Linked DNA regions of Mus musculus: all the other regions are linked to region 3. The links are chromatin contacts, called in public HiChIP or PLAC-seq and promoter capture Hi-C maps. All regions are on one chromosome and are shown on one strand. Each heading gives the region's core, a stretch centred on a gene start, on an enhancer-like site or on the middle of the called end of the contact. The rest is flanking DNA. Distances are from core to core; before and after follow the strand shown.

Region 1 (2,769 bases), core at 103-2,602, 940 kb after region 3:
TGAGACAGAATCCATGATGAGGGTGGAAGAACTGAACAGAAGTTTGTCATGAAACGTTTAATGATACAAATAATAAAAATAAAAACTCCAAAGACATTGATTATAAAGAATAAGCAATCCATTTGGGATTTATTGCATTTAAAGAAGGCTGATTATTAAAACAGTAGGTATGATAAATACAGTAAGAAAATAACTTTAAATCTCAAACAAAATAGTGAACAGAATTCAAGACTAAGCAATATAAAGGCAATAAGGTAATAAAATTAGTGCTTTTCTGGGTACAGGGGAAGCAACTGAATTCTATTTCAAATGTCTCCCAGCTACATTTGAGGGCTTAAGTTACTTTAGAAAGCATGTTTTATAACAATTAGAAATATAACTAAGGATATAAACCCGGTTTATTTAAAGATTAAAGTTATTAGCTTAGTGGTACATAAAAGGCTTCAGAAAATTCAAGTTTAACAAAAACATGGAAGTGTAATCAAAGAAAGTGCACTTAAAGCTGTTTGCCAGCAATTAAAAGGGATCTTCCAGGCTGGAGGTGTGGCTCAGCCCTAAAGCGCTTGCCTAGCGTGTGCGAGGCCCTGGGTTCAGTTCCCAGCACCGCAAAAGAAAGAACAAGTGGCTACTACTCCTTCTATTAATAGGATGACCTTTCAGTCACAAAAAGAACATAGTAAGGAAATCAGTTCTCCCGAAAGTAGCAATGTGAATTCTAAAAAAAAAAAAAAAAAAAAAAAAAAAAAAAAAAAACTAAAAACTAAAAAGACTAAAAACCTAAACCAGACCTAGCCCTCTGTATTTTCATCTATGTCTTCCTTTTAGTGGCTTTTGTAAACTCCCTCAATAGGCGTGAATGCTCTTAAAAGAAACAACGATTGCCTTTTTAAATTCACATTAATTCCATAACAGAGAGCCGTGGTGTGCAAGTATCTTTTTATCTTAGTAGAAAACAACACCGAGTATAGATTTTTTTTTTCCCAACAGTCATTTGCTATTCTCTCAGTAGATACATCATCTCACAGTAGACCATCAGTTCAGAAACTGGATGTAATTTGATGACTAGTTTTGCTTAAAAAGAAAAGAAAAAAATAACAGAGTTCACTGTGCACTCTACAGGTATTAAGCAAATATACCCAAACTTCCCGTAAGTAGTGATATTAATACACGTGCACCTTCTAACAATGCTTTAGTGAAGTACCCAGGCCTGGATGGCCGAATGGAGAGGAGCCAGAGTGGGCACCACCTTAGTATCTTCCATCAGGAAGATGAGAGGAGTCAGTTCCTGTTAAACAGGGTAGCACTGACTGCAAAGTGCACACATCTGAGAGCCAAGTGATTTCCTAACTGCCCAGGACACACAGCCCAGGGGAGGAGCACTGCAGTGCTTAATATTCTAGCCAGTTCCATTCTCACCCTGCTTGGAGCAGACCTTTTCTCCAGCTACATACTGAGCAACCTCTGTGCTGTGCTGTACTAGATCCATTTCTTCAATGCCCTAAAAGATTCTCTGGCGACACTAACCTTTTATTGACGTGTTCAAAGTGGAGCAAAGGGTCCACTTTTTAAGAAGATTCAGAGTTAATGAGCACTGGTAAAGCTTCTAGCTGACAACTCTGGGTTCCTCACGTGACTTCCCTTTGATGTTCAAGTCTAACGGGTTTAGTTAGAACTGCTTTGCATACTTAGAAGCACAGGGCACACCCAAATGACATTCTTTAAGCCAGAACTGGGCCAGCTGTTGAGTGAGTGTTGGGTGCTGGTAAGTGGGGGAGCCAAGTTCTTGTGAGGGAATTCGCTACCTAAGGCTCAGCTGTACAGAGTGACAGTGGCAGCTGACACTGAAATTTAAATGGAGTCTCCTCAGCTTGAGAAAATGCCTCTAACAGCAATGCAAAGGAGCTACCCATTGGACCTCCAATTAAATCATCTGTCCAATGAGCGGGTTCCAAGAGGAGTGTCACCTGCTGGGCTGTCAGAGGCAATGTAAACATTTTAAGCTGTGGCAGAGTTGTTTCCTAAGAATTTGTCCAGAGTAAGCTGGAGGGGTTGTTGTCAGTGAATCACCTTAAAATATTCAGTGCATTGAAAGGCAAGTGGAACTCTGATTTCATATTCACAACTCAGAAGACCACATCAGTTCATCATTACTTTAAAAAGCAAGCATTACTGAATCTGTTTTGTAGCTTAAAGGGTCTACTACCATTTGCGTTAGTTAGATTAATTAACCTGAGAACCAGAAAAAAAAAAGGTGCAAACATAGTCTCTGCCTTTGGCACAGGACAGTAAGTGGTGCAGCCCGGTTCTGCGTGGCATGGTGTGGCCTGCTCCTGTCCACACTACCCCCACTGAGTTTGCAGAGGAGGAGACAAGAAATATAAAAGGACCATGCCTTGGTTATGTATTTTGCTTCTTTCCAAGTTCTGAACTCTGAAAGTAGGCAAATGATTTACCTTCTGGGGCACTAAAGTTAAGAGGTTTTAATAAGATTACTCATTAAGGTACACTAACTGGGGGCAACTTAAAATATAGCAATCAATAGCAATAGCTGTTGACCTAGAAACTTCAAATGCTCATCTGTAAAGAAGCTAATCATAACTTACGACAGACACAGGACGCACGGATAGTACATTCACATTAACTGATGTATAACTGCTATCACTAACCACAACTACAAAATTTCAAGTTTCTTATTATGACTGGTGATATTTTTTTAAAAGGCAATTTGGTAGCTTAGTTCTTTTCACTACTGATGCAGTCGGGTAGCAG
Region 2 (2,700 bases), core at 174-2,673, 750 kb after region 3:
TAGGGGGAAAAAAAATAAATGAAGGCACAGTCAGTTACCTTGACTCTCACTTTGCAAATCTAGACTTCTTCATAGTTTATTTCCATTGTGTATTTCCATCACGATAGTAACTTTCTCATTTCTTCGTTAGAAATTATTATGCAAAATGAAATCTGTCAGCTAGGTCATGACAACAATGAAGTTGCGACCATAGTTATATGTTTAAAGGGGAGAACTGTTTTCACTCTTTCCTGCGACCAGTGAATCTAGAGTAAGATCTTCAGGCAGAAGAGATGGCCCACAGGTGGAGAGTACTCGCCGCTTTGGAAGAGAACCTGAATCCAGATCCCAGAATCCATGTAGGTGGCTCAAAACTCTGTGTGCATCTCACTTCAGTGATTCCAACAAACACCCTGTGCTGACCTCCGAGGGCATCCACACACAAATAAAATACAAATAAATCTTTAAGAAGCTAAACTGTTGACACTGTGCATACAGCTGGCTTTTTCGGAAAGGACTCTGGAGTCTTCAAAATAGGACCGAGTTCCCAGTGTCACTTTAGATGAACAGAAGGGAGACAAACAGGTTGTAAGAAAGGTGAGAAAATTCAACGCAAGTGGAAGCAAACCACCCACTCTCGAAGCTGGAGCGGATTCTGTTAAAATGTGTCTCACGAGTACTCAAGAAATATTAGAAGAAGCAAGTCCCATTTGCTAAAAGCCTACACGACCTGTACTTTAAATACTAGATGTTAGAAAAATAAACACGTTTCAGATCCTCCCCAGCATTCGCCAAGTAAAATTACTATGCATCAATAGACACACGGTTGACGAGCAGAGCTCTTAAACCCCAGGAAACCTGTCCCAGTCATCGAGGAGAACGACAACGCTACTTTTATCTGTACAGCACTTTTTAATTTCTTATTTGTCTTGAATAATTGGAAATGCTGCAGTTCCCCCCGTAAGGCCTGCAAAGTGAGTTATTAAATAAACGAGGATAGACCTGGGCAGCAGCGGGCTGTGGCAAGCAGCTATTTACACTCACTGCCAAACCAGCTGGCTGGGTGAGCCTGGCACTGCGCATGCTCCCTGGGACAGTCGTTAGCCCCACTTTACAGCTGTCAGAAGCAATATATGTTATTCAGCACAGACCTGGGCTCTGAGGAAGAAGCCGAAGAATGTTGATGGAAAACATGGAACACTGTTTGAGGAAAAACACTGTTTGAAAACATCTGACAAGCAAAACCGGGAGGTGGTGGGAGGGGCGATTAGCACACTATTGGAGTATTAAAATGTAATTTTTTAAAAATTACTAATTAGAGTCAAACAATGGATAAGCATTCAACCTGGCCTGAGAGGATTATGACAACTGATTACAGCAGCCCGCAGATAATACACCTAATTTTCCTAACCTCGTCCTCTCTCCGTGAGTCTCTCCAATATACAAACAGCACAGCACGCAGCACTCATTATGATCCTTGGATATTCCGTATATTCTGAAGCTCTGGTGAGTGTAAGAGCCCCACAATTGTTCATGCGACAGTCCAGACAATTCAGTGATTTGAGGAACGAAGCGGCAAAGCCCTCCCAGAATAGAAGCTCAGCTACAGGAACCCACCAGCCCACCAGCACCAATCAAGCCCTGTAGCTCCTATACTTATTTTATCTCCATTCAACAAAACCTATCTCACTTGTTTATGTTTGCAGTGCTAGCACGTCTGAGAACATGCTTCCTCATTTCCCCACGAGTGCTTCATGGCTTTTTTAAAGTATGCCTTTCAGCTTGAATAAATAGTTGTTCAAAGCAGGAAAGAAAGGGGGAAAAAAAACCCTGCTAAGATGGCGGCAGATTGACAATCCATCCGTGCGTCCAGAGTTCTCCCTCTCCCAGAAGGCCATCTTACCCACAGAGACTTTATTTACACTGTTAAATATGAAAGAGCGATTCTCTTGTCATCTGATGAATTAAATGTCAACTCTGATACTCCTGTTGGCAAGAAGAATCCTGTAAACAGCTTCAGACTCCTGAGTCGTTCTCAAGCATTTGTCTTCAGAGTTGCTTAGGTTAATATTTGGACTCTACTTCAACACATGATAGCATTACCACGGTAGCCAGACGCAACAGGTACTTTGCTAATATATTTATTGCCTTTTTAAAGAAGTTTCAATATGTTGGGGAGACAGGGAACATGTTTGATAGTGAGAGGGCTTAGAGCATTTTTAATGCGGTGTTTCCTGAACAGCAACTGACCTGAAATATCTCCACATGGATCATAGGCAACCTTTAACAAGACATTTCTCAAGAAAATGGCACCCCCAAACACATATATGTGTGAGGACACACACACTATTCACACACAAAACACTGTTTTTAATAGCCAAGGGCGCTTTGGCACAATGTGGGGCGGTGGCTGTCAACATAAACAGATGGTCAAAGAAGTGGGCAAACACGTCGTATGAACTAGCTCCATAAACGAAGGCTTTTTTCATTTCCTTCTAAATGCCACACTTACTTAACCAGCTTTTAGACAAGATGATACATGTAGCCAGTTGGAAAGAGTTCCCTGCCAGGCTTCTGTGTTTCTGTGACAAAATTAAAAGTTCACAGATGGAATAACTCAAAGCTAATTCTTACAGAGTTTGTTTAGTTAGAATGGGGTGGGGGAAAGAATACCATATTGCTTCAAATGAAAGCCACCTCTACAGAATGACAGACTTATAA
Region 3 (2,831 bases), core at 213-2,712:
GTTTTCTGATTGGGATTAAGGCTCACTCCACAGAAAGAAACGTATCTTTCTCCAAGATACTCCAAGAGCCTGTGGCTGTGGTGCTCATGGGCCACAGGAATGAACCTATTACTTTGATGTCAAATAAATGGACATCAAAGCAAACGACCCTCTGAATTCATGTCTCTCTACTTGTAGATCAGCCAGCGCAACTCTGAGACCTCATCAGACAAGTTTCTCAGTGCAGGGGATGGTGGTTAATGCACAAACCCACAAATGGTCAAATCGAAGAGAATAAATGCTCGTGGATTGCCCAGCCACAAATGGGACATACAAATCACAAGCCCTCCTTAACGTTCCAGGACAATCCACAAAGGGTGGGAGTAAGGTGAGTGAAAAGATTCACAGAACTCTAGGTCAGGGGCACTACAGCTCAGCGCTGGCCTCTGGGCATGACGGGATTGCTGCATGCATGAACACACAGCCGCTGAGGTTGTCGCACAATATCCTCAGAAGATCAAGCCAGTCAACCTGCTAGCATGGAGTGGGAAACTTTTTTTTTTTTTTTTTTTTTTTAATGAAATCCCACCGGTCACCCTGGAGCTATGCACAGTAGAAGGCTTCCGAGTGGGGCTATGGTTTTCTTTAAGGGTGTGGTTCTTTGAAGGCTAAACCTACTCCATTGAATGGTCCCCACGTGGACCAGGAGTATATAGACTGCTCAAATTGGAGTCTATGGGTTCTTGACAAAAGGGACACGAAGTTGAGGTGTGTGTAGGGAGGTGAGGGTTGATTTCAGAGGAGTTAGGGGTAGGGAGGTGTTGGGTGTGTGTGTGTGAAAAATATATATGATCAGTACACGTCGCATGAAACTCTCAGAATTAATGAAAAATGGAAAAATTATCAAATAGAAAAAAAAAGAGAAAGAAAAGAGGAAGTCCCCTTTCTTAAACCTTAAATCCTGCGTCACTAGGTCGGTGTGTGATGGATGAAAGGTGCGGAGGGATGAGGCATAAGGCCGTCACTATCCAGGAGACAGCTGGTCCTGAGTCTCTAAACCACGCGGAGGGCCGTTCCAGCACAGCTGGGGAAAACAGGCCGGGCCAGGCTTGCGGGAGAGTTGGATATGTTTAGTATCTAGAGGACGTTTGTTTTTCAGAACTCCTCTCTCCCTTCCGAAATCTGGCAGGCGTTAGTCATCCGCTGCTCAGCACGAACCCTCAAGTGTGCTTGTGTGGCTCGTCGGGCTTCCTCCCGGCGCCCCGCCCTCGGGCTCGCACGAGCAGACCGGTCAGCGCCCACTCCCACCCCCCAGGCCTGAGGTGCCCGGCGGCCTGCCGCTCCCCCGGGTGCTTAGCATCCCGGGCTGCAGAGGCTCGCCCCGCGCGGCGCGGCGCCAGGTTGGGGCAGGGAAGAAAGTTATAAAGTGCCGCGAGGAGTTGGGCGGTCCGAGGAAGAGAGGCGGAAGAGGAGGACTCGGCTGAGTTCCCGCGGCGATCGTGGGGTCCGCGGGTGCCTGTCCCGCAGCTCACCACCGCAGCTAGACGCCAGCCTTTCTGCTCCCGGGTGGGCGCCGGAGACTCAGCGGGAGGCGAGGAACTTGTCCCGAGAGCTGTCGCTGCGGGCCTCATTGTCTGCAGCAACTCTCCGGAATCCGGAGTGGGAGAACTGGACTCTGTCCACTGGGATTTGCCCAGAGTTCCGGCGGCAGCTGTGGCGGCTGCGGAGACTCTCTTTGTCCTCCCAGGACCTCGCTCTCTCTCCTCAGTGGCAGCTGTTGGGTGGCTCTGAGCTTGGAGAGGGCATCCCAGCCCCGCTCAGCCTCTGACCCCCGGGCGAGTCCCCGGTGACTCCGCCTCTTTCACGTCTCTGCTCTGTGAAGCCCGGAGCCCAGAACCCCGAGCCCAAGGGACTGTGAGCCAGAGAGAGCTGCCGGGCCCCGGCCACAGGATGGTGGCCGGTCGGTCCCGGGCGCGCAGCCCTGGGAGCTGGCTGTTCCCTGGCCTGTGGTTGTTGGCTGTGGGCGGTCCGGGGTCGTTGCTGCAAGCCCAGGAGCAGCCCTCTTGCAAAAAAGCCTTCGATTTGTACTTCGTACTGGACAAGTGAGTGAAGGAGGACTGTGGGGTCAGGGTCTCCTGGGGGGAGGGCAGCTCTGAATCAGCTAGGACTGAAGTTGAGATGTGTTTGGATTCTGGGGGAGGCGACGAGGGAACTCTCCCTAGTGTGCATGTGGCTGACTCCTTTCAAAGGCAAGCTCATTAGCTGTACAGGAATAGGGGCTGCGAGACTCCAGGGCTACTTGGTTCTCCAAAGGAGAGGCGTGCAGTGCTTTTTTTGTCCTGGAATCTTTTGGGAAACGGTAGTGTGGCCACCTGCAGCTCGTTTCCTCCCAGGAACTTTTGTGCCTCTTTATCATACTCCCCCTAGACCCCCACGGACATTCTAAAGTTTGCCTAATTTTATCCTGATCACACTGGGAGCCAGGGGGGGGGGGGGAAAGCCTTAATATACCCAATGTGGCTTGCATTTCCTGAGAAATGAGGGCTTGTGTTTTTATTTTGAAAAGCCAGGTCTCTCTCTAAACAGTACAAAGCAAGTGTCCCCCCCCCCCCCCCCAAGAAGTGTGGTCTTCCTGGTTTCCTTGATTCAGCCCAAACACTAAAGTTTCAGCTCTGAACATGGACATGAACAAGCACACTTAACTTTGAAGAGGGGAGTCAGTCCCCGCCCCCTATCCCTGACCCCCGACCTCCACCCCCCATCATGCGCCTTTTAAAACTGAAGAAATGTTTGCCATTAAGGCCCACTTTTTGTCTTTCTGATCAATTTATCTTCCTTTTTCAGGTCTGGCA
Region 4 (2,905 bases), core at 393-2,892, 840 kb before region 3:
CCTCTCTCTCTCTCTCTCTCTCTCTCTCTCTCTCTCTCTCTCCCTCTCTCTCTCTCTCCCTCTCTCCCTCTCTCTCCAAGTCAGAACTGATGGGTTTAGGAATGGATATCTGAGTAATCTCCAGTGGGCTCACCAGAGTCAGGCCCAAGCCCTTGATTCTGGGGTGTTTTGTATCAGGGACCTCTCAGATGACTAGGGAGTATCCCCTATTTTCTTGCTATGGAATCCTCTGACGGAGCTACCCTTACCAGAAATAGTCACATCATGCAGAAGTAATCCATGCTGTCATTTGCTGGTGCGAAGCATGCTGCCAGTAAGAATTATTGTTTTCCAGCTAGGATCATGTTTCTCATGGCTCTCTCTCTTCTAAGCTTAGAGCTGATACCAGCCAGTCACAAGTGCAAATCTGAGCTCCTCTCCACACCTGTCACGCTTTTAAATGACAGGGTGCACCTCCACCACCATTCAGGTGCGACTCTGCTGAGGTTGGTCAAATTTCGTGTTTATGGTGTTCATCTTCCTGACCAAGACGACAACTGGAAGACCCTTAAAGAGCCTATCATTTTGCATTCACTAAATTTGAAACTCTTTATAGGGAGGGCTTGCTTCAAAGTACTTCAATGATGTGTTGCTCAATTCTACATCTTTGCTGTTCCCAGCTTTTGCACAGTTCCTCGCAGAACTAACTTTATTCCTCTAACCCTTCTTGTTTCCTTGGATCTCCGTCAGGAACCATGGATCAATCATTTTCATTTGAAATTTCTGTTTTCCATTGCTGCTAAGGTGGTGAGGGAGGCAGAGGCACAGAACTTGGCTCTGCCTATCTCGGTATTTTTTTCCATCATATGGCATCCTTCCGAGAGTCCCTCTTGGGGAGAACAGACTGGCTGTAAGAGCTGGAAATTAGGGGGGGGGGATCCAAAGTGTTGTGTCTGTGAATAAAATCTACAAGGGCCAGGCTTGCACCTGCCAAGCTGTGGATGCTTTCCTCTGGCTAAATCTGATCACAGGACATTAGAAGGGGAGAGTGTGTCATCGGCTGAGAGCTTCATTCCTGACCTGGGCCATGAGGTTCCCTCTACACGATTCCAGTCCAGCCCACATGGGTGTGATGGCCCAGAGACTATCTAATTGAAATCATCGAGAGGGCAAAGCCTGGAATTTGGGAAAGGCAGAACACAGCTGTTCTGAATTATAGAGCAGGTTGTCGACTTTTGCAGACAAAGAACCCTGCCATATAGGCTGGGATTTTGCCCAGGAGGCCAAAAAACTAGGAGGCCCCTAAACAGAGGAATCTGGCCTGGGAGAACTTTCCCCCGAGGCAAAATGTATATCTCAAGTCTGAGAGTTCTTTGGCACTTCAGCCAGCCCACGTGTGCTCTGCTGATCTGACCAGAGGCCTTCATTTCCCTCTGCTGCTCAGACTATATTTTTAGTTAAATATCTCACTCTGGATGCCACCGCAGGCACTTGCTAACGGTACCTATTAACCACCCCATTCCCTTTACATCAGTTTTTTCCCCATCCTCCTTTGTTACTGTACTGACCAAAAGATACAAAGTCACTGGAGCTTAAAGGGAACCCCTAACACACGTTAAATGTTAAGCAGTTCCACACAAAGCGACACCAAACTTCCGCTCTCAACTTGGGGAGGGGAAATCTCAACCTCAGAGAAAAGACCTCCACCTGTATCCTTGCTACCTGTTGCTTTTCCAAGTGTCAATTAATGTGATGAGTCCTGCTACTACAACAGGTTCTCTTTCCATTCCATTCTCACCCCAGGAAAAAGGTCCCTGGAAGAGCTCATGGGCTGTTGAACCCAGAGGAGGGGGAATTCTCTTTTCAGTTTTGTGATGTTTGAACAGGGGCTGAAATTTTTACAAAACCTTTCTTGCCTGGTGACTTTCCTTGCCTCCTGACACTCTTGCCTTCCCTGCACAGAGCTTCCTTAGACATCAGCTTAGTTAACTCTACTATGCCACTTGGTCTCCTCAGTGGCTACTCATTAGATCAACAGCAGACAGTTACAGAGTACCCATTCCATGTAGGCTGCTCTACTGTTTCATGTCTTTCCTGTGTTGAAGAAAAAAATTAACATGTAGAAAGTTTTATCGACTTAATCTAAGGGGCCATTGTTGTTTAGTCCTGTGGAACCAACATCCAAGTCAAAAGGAACTAATTACTTTGCTGTTCCAAACAGACTTGTGAACCAGCAGGTTAACCTTGGGCACTGTTAGATGCAGAGTCCTCTGCAGCCTCCACTTCACACGCACAGTGTCAGATTCTACGTATTAACAGGATCCCAAGCTGTTTGACTTCCACTTAGGACCAAGCATTATTAGTTAATTCTGTGAATGCTCTAACGTCTGTCTTTCCCTAAATTCATCTCTGTGGTTCTTAACTCTGTGGTCCCCTGGAAACTTCTAGGGATGATTCCTTCTCATCACTAGGAACCACAGTCAAGTTCTTATGAAGAGACAGTGGGCTCATAAAGAGCAAAAGGAAGTACAAGGAAGTCGATGGCCACAAGTCAGGAAAGACTAGAGAGAGGTGGAAGCATCCAGAAGCGAAAGGACCGAGCATCTACACCTGTGTGGTCTCTGGAGCCTGGAGATTGGAGTGAGGAAGGAACAAGACATTTTTTTTTGTTTGTTTGTTTAAACTACCCAGAAGAACTTCATCTCATGGGGCTAAGGGAAGGAGGTTACTTGGACAAGTCCTACGACCTACCTAAAATCAGGTACTCTGACATGAGGTCAGCTTTGGATTACAACCCCTGCTTCTCAGTGTCACAAAGCAAGCCACACTGTCAAATAGGACACATCTCTGTTTTGTACAGTCACCATCTTGGTTACACCCAAGATTCTAAGTGTCACCCCAGTTGAACACATTTTGTCTGAGCAGT

What was found. Promoter capture Hi-C pulls out the DNA fragments that hold promoters and counts their contacts. HiChIP or PLAC-seq counts read pairs in DNA pulled down with a chosen protein or histone mark.
Region 1: a promoter capture Hi-C map of embryonic stem cells shows a contact between it and region 3, with 4 times the contacts expected there. The contact joins the enhancer-like site here to the promoter of Antxr2 in region 3. A contact is called at or near these places in 5 of 39 promoter capture datasets (the 3T3-L1 cell line, embryonic stem cells, hippocampal neurons and 2 more), 3 of 115 datasets of contacts at active chromatin or transcription factors (bone marrow-derived macrophages, embryonic stem cells and large pre-B cells) and 2 of 9 other capture datasets (adipose tissue and embryonic stem cells).
Region 2: a contact with region 3 is called in an H3K4me3 HiChIP or PLAC-seq map of forebrain, with 4 times the contacts expected there. The contact joins the enhancer-like site here to the promoter of Antxr2 in region 3. A contact is called at or near these places in 1 of 39 promoter capture datasets (hippocampal neurons), 3 of 115 datasets of contacts at active chromatin or transcription factors (differentiating embryonic stem cells, forebrain and large pre-B cells) and 1 of 9 other capture datasets (pancreatic islet).
Region 4: a contact with region 3 is called in a promoter capture Hi-C map of embryonic stem cells, with 4 times the contacts expected there. The contact joins the enhancer-like site here to the promoter of Antxr2 in region 3. A contact is called at or near these places in 6 of 39 promoter capture datasets (the 3T3-L1 cell line, cranial neural crest, embryonic stem cells and 2 more).

What each region holds. Positions count from the first base shown.
Region 1 is chr5:97,089,199-97,091,967 of GRCm38.p6, reverse strand. Bmp2k (BMP2 inducible kinase) reads right to left here. Exons shown (of 16, transcript NM_080708.1): 16 at 920-2,769. The region is part of intron 6 of Paqr3 (progestin and adipoQ receptor family member III); the gene reads left to right. Among named protein-coding and RNA genes, the nearest start is that of Paqr3, 21 kb to the left of the region's middle. Within about 2 kb of position 1,352, at least 46 of the 459 cell types and tissues checked have an H3K27ac peak or open chromatin away from gene starts, as enhancers often do. A contact at or near this core is called in adipose tissue, embryonic stem cells and liver, where this site is marked.
Region 2 is chr5:97,276,739-97,279,438 of GRCm38.p6, reverse strand. No RefSeq gene overlaps it. Among named protein-coding and RNA genes, the nearest start is that of Gm33969, 48 kb to the left of the region's middle. Within about 2 kb of position 1,423, at least 13 of the 459 cell types and tissues checked have an H3K27ac peak or open chromatin away from gene starts, as enhancers often do. A contact at or near this core is called in forebrain, where this site is marked.
Region 3 is chr5:98,029,648-98,032,478 of GRCm38.p6, reverse strand. Antxr2 (anthrax toxin receptor 2) reads left to right here and starts at 1,462. Exons shown (of 17, transcript NM_133738.2): 1 at 1,462-2,081; 2 at 2,824-2,831. The coding sequence starts at 1,930. It also overlaps Gm42759.
Region 4 is chr5:98,874,513-98,877,417 of GRCm38.p6, reverse strand. The region is part of intron 2 of Bmp3 (bone morphogenetic protein 3); the gene reads right to left. Among named protein-coding and RNA genes, the nearest start is that of Gm42123, 15 kb to the left of the region's middle. Within about 2 kb of position 1,642, at least 8 of the 459 cell types and tissues checked have an H3K27ac peak or open chromatin away from gene starts, as enhancers often do.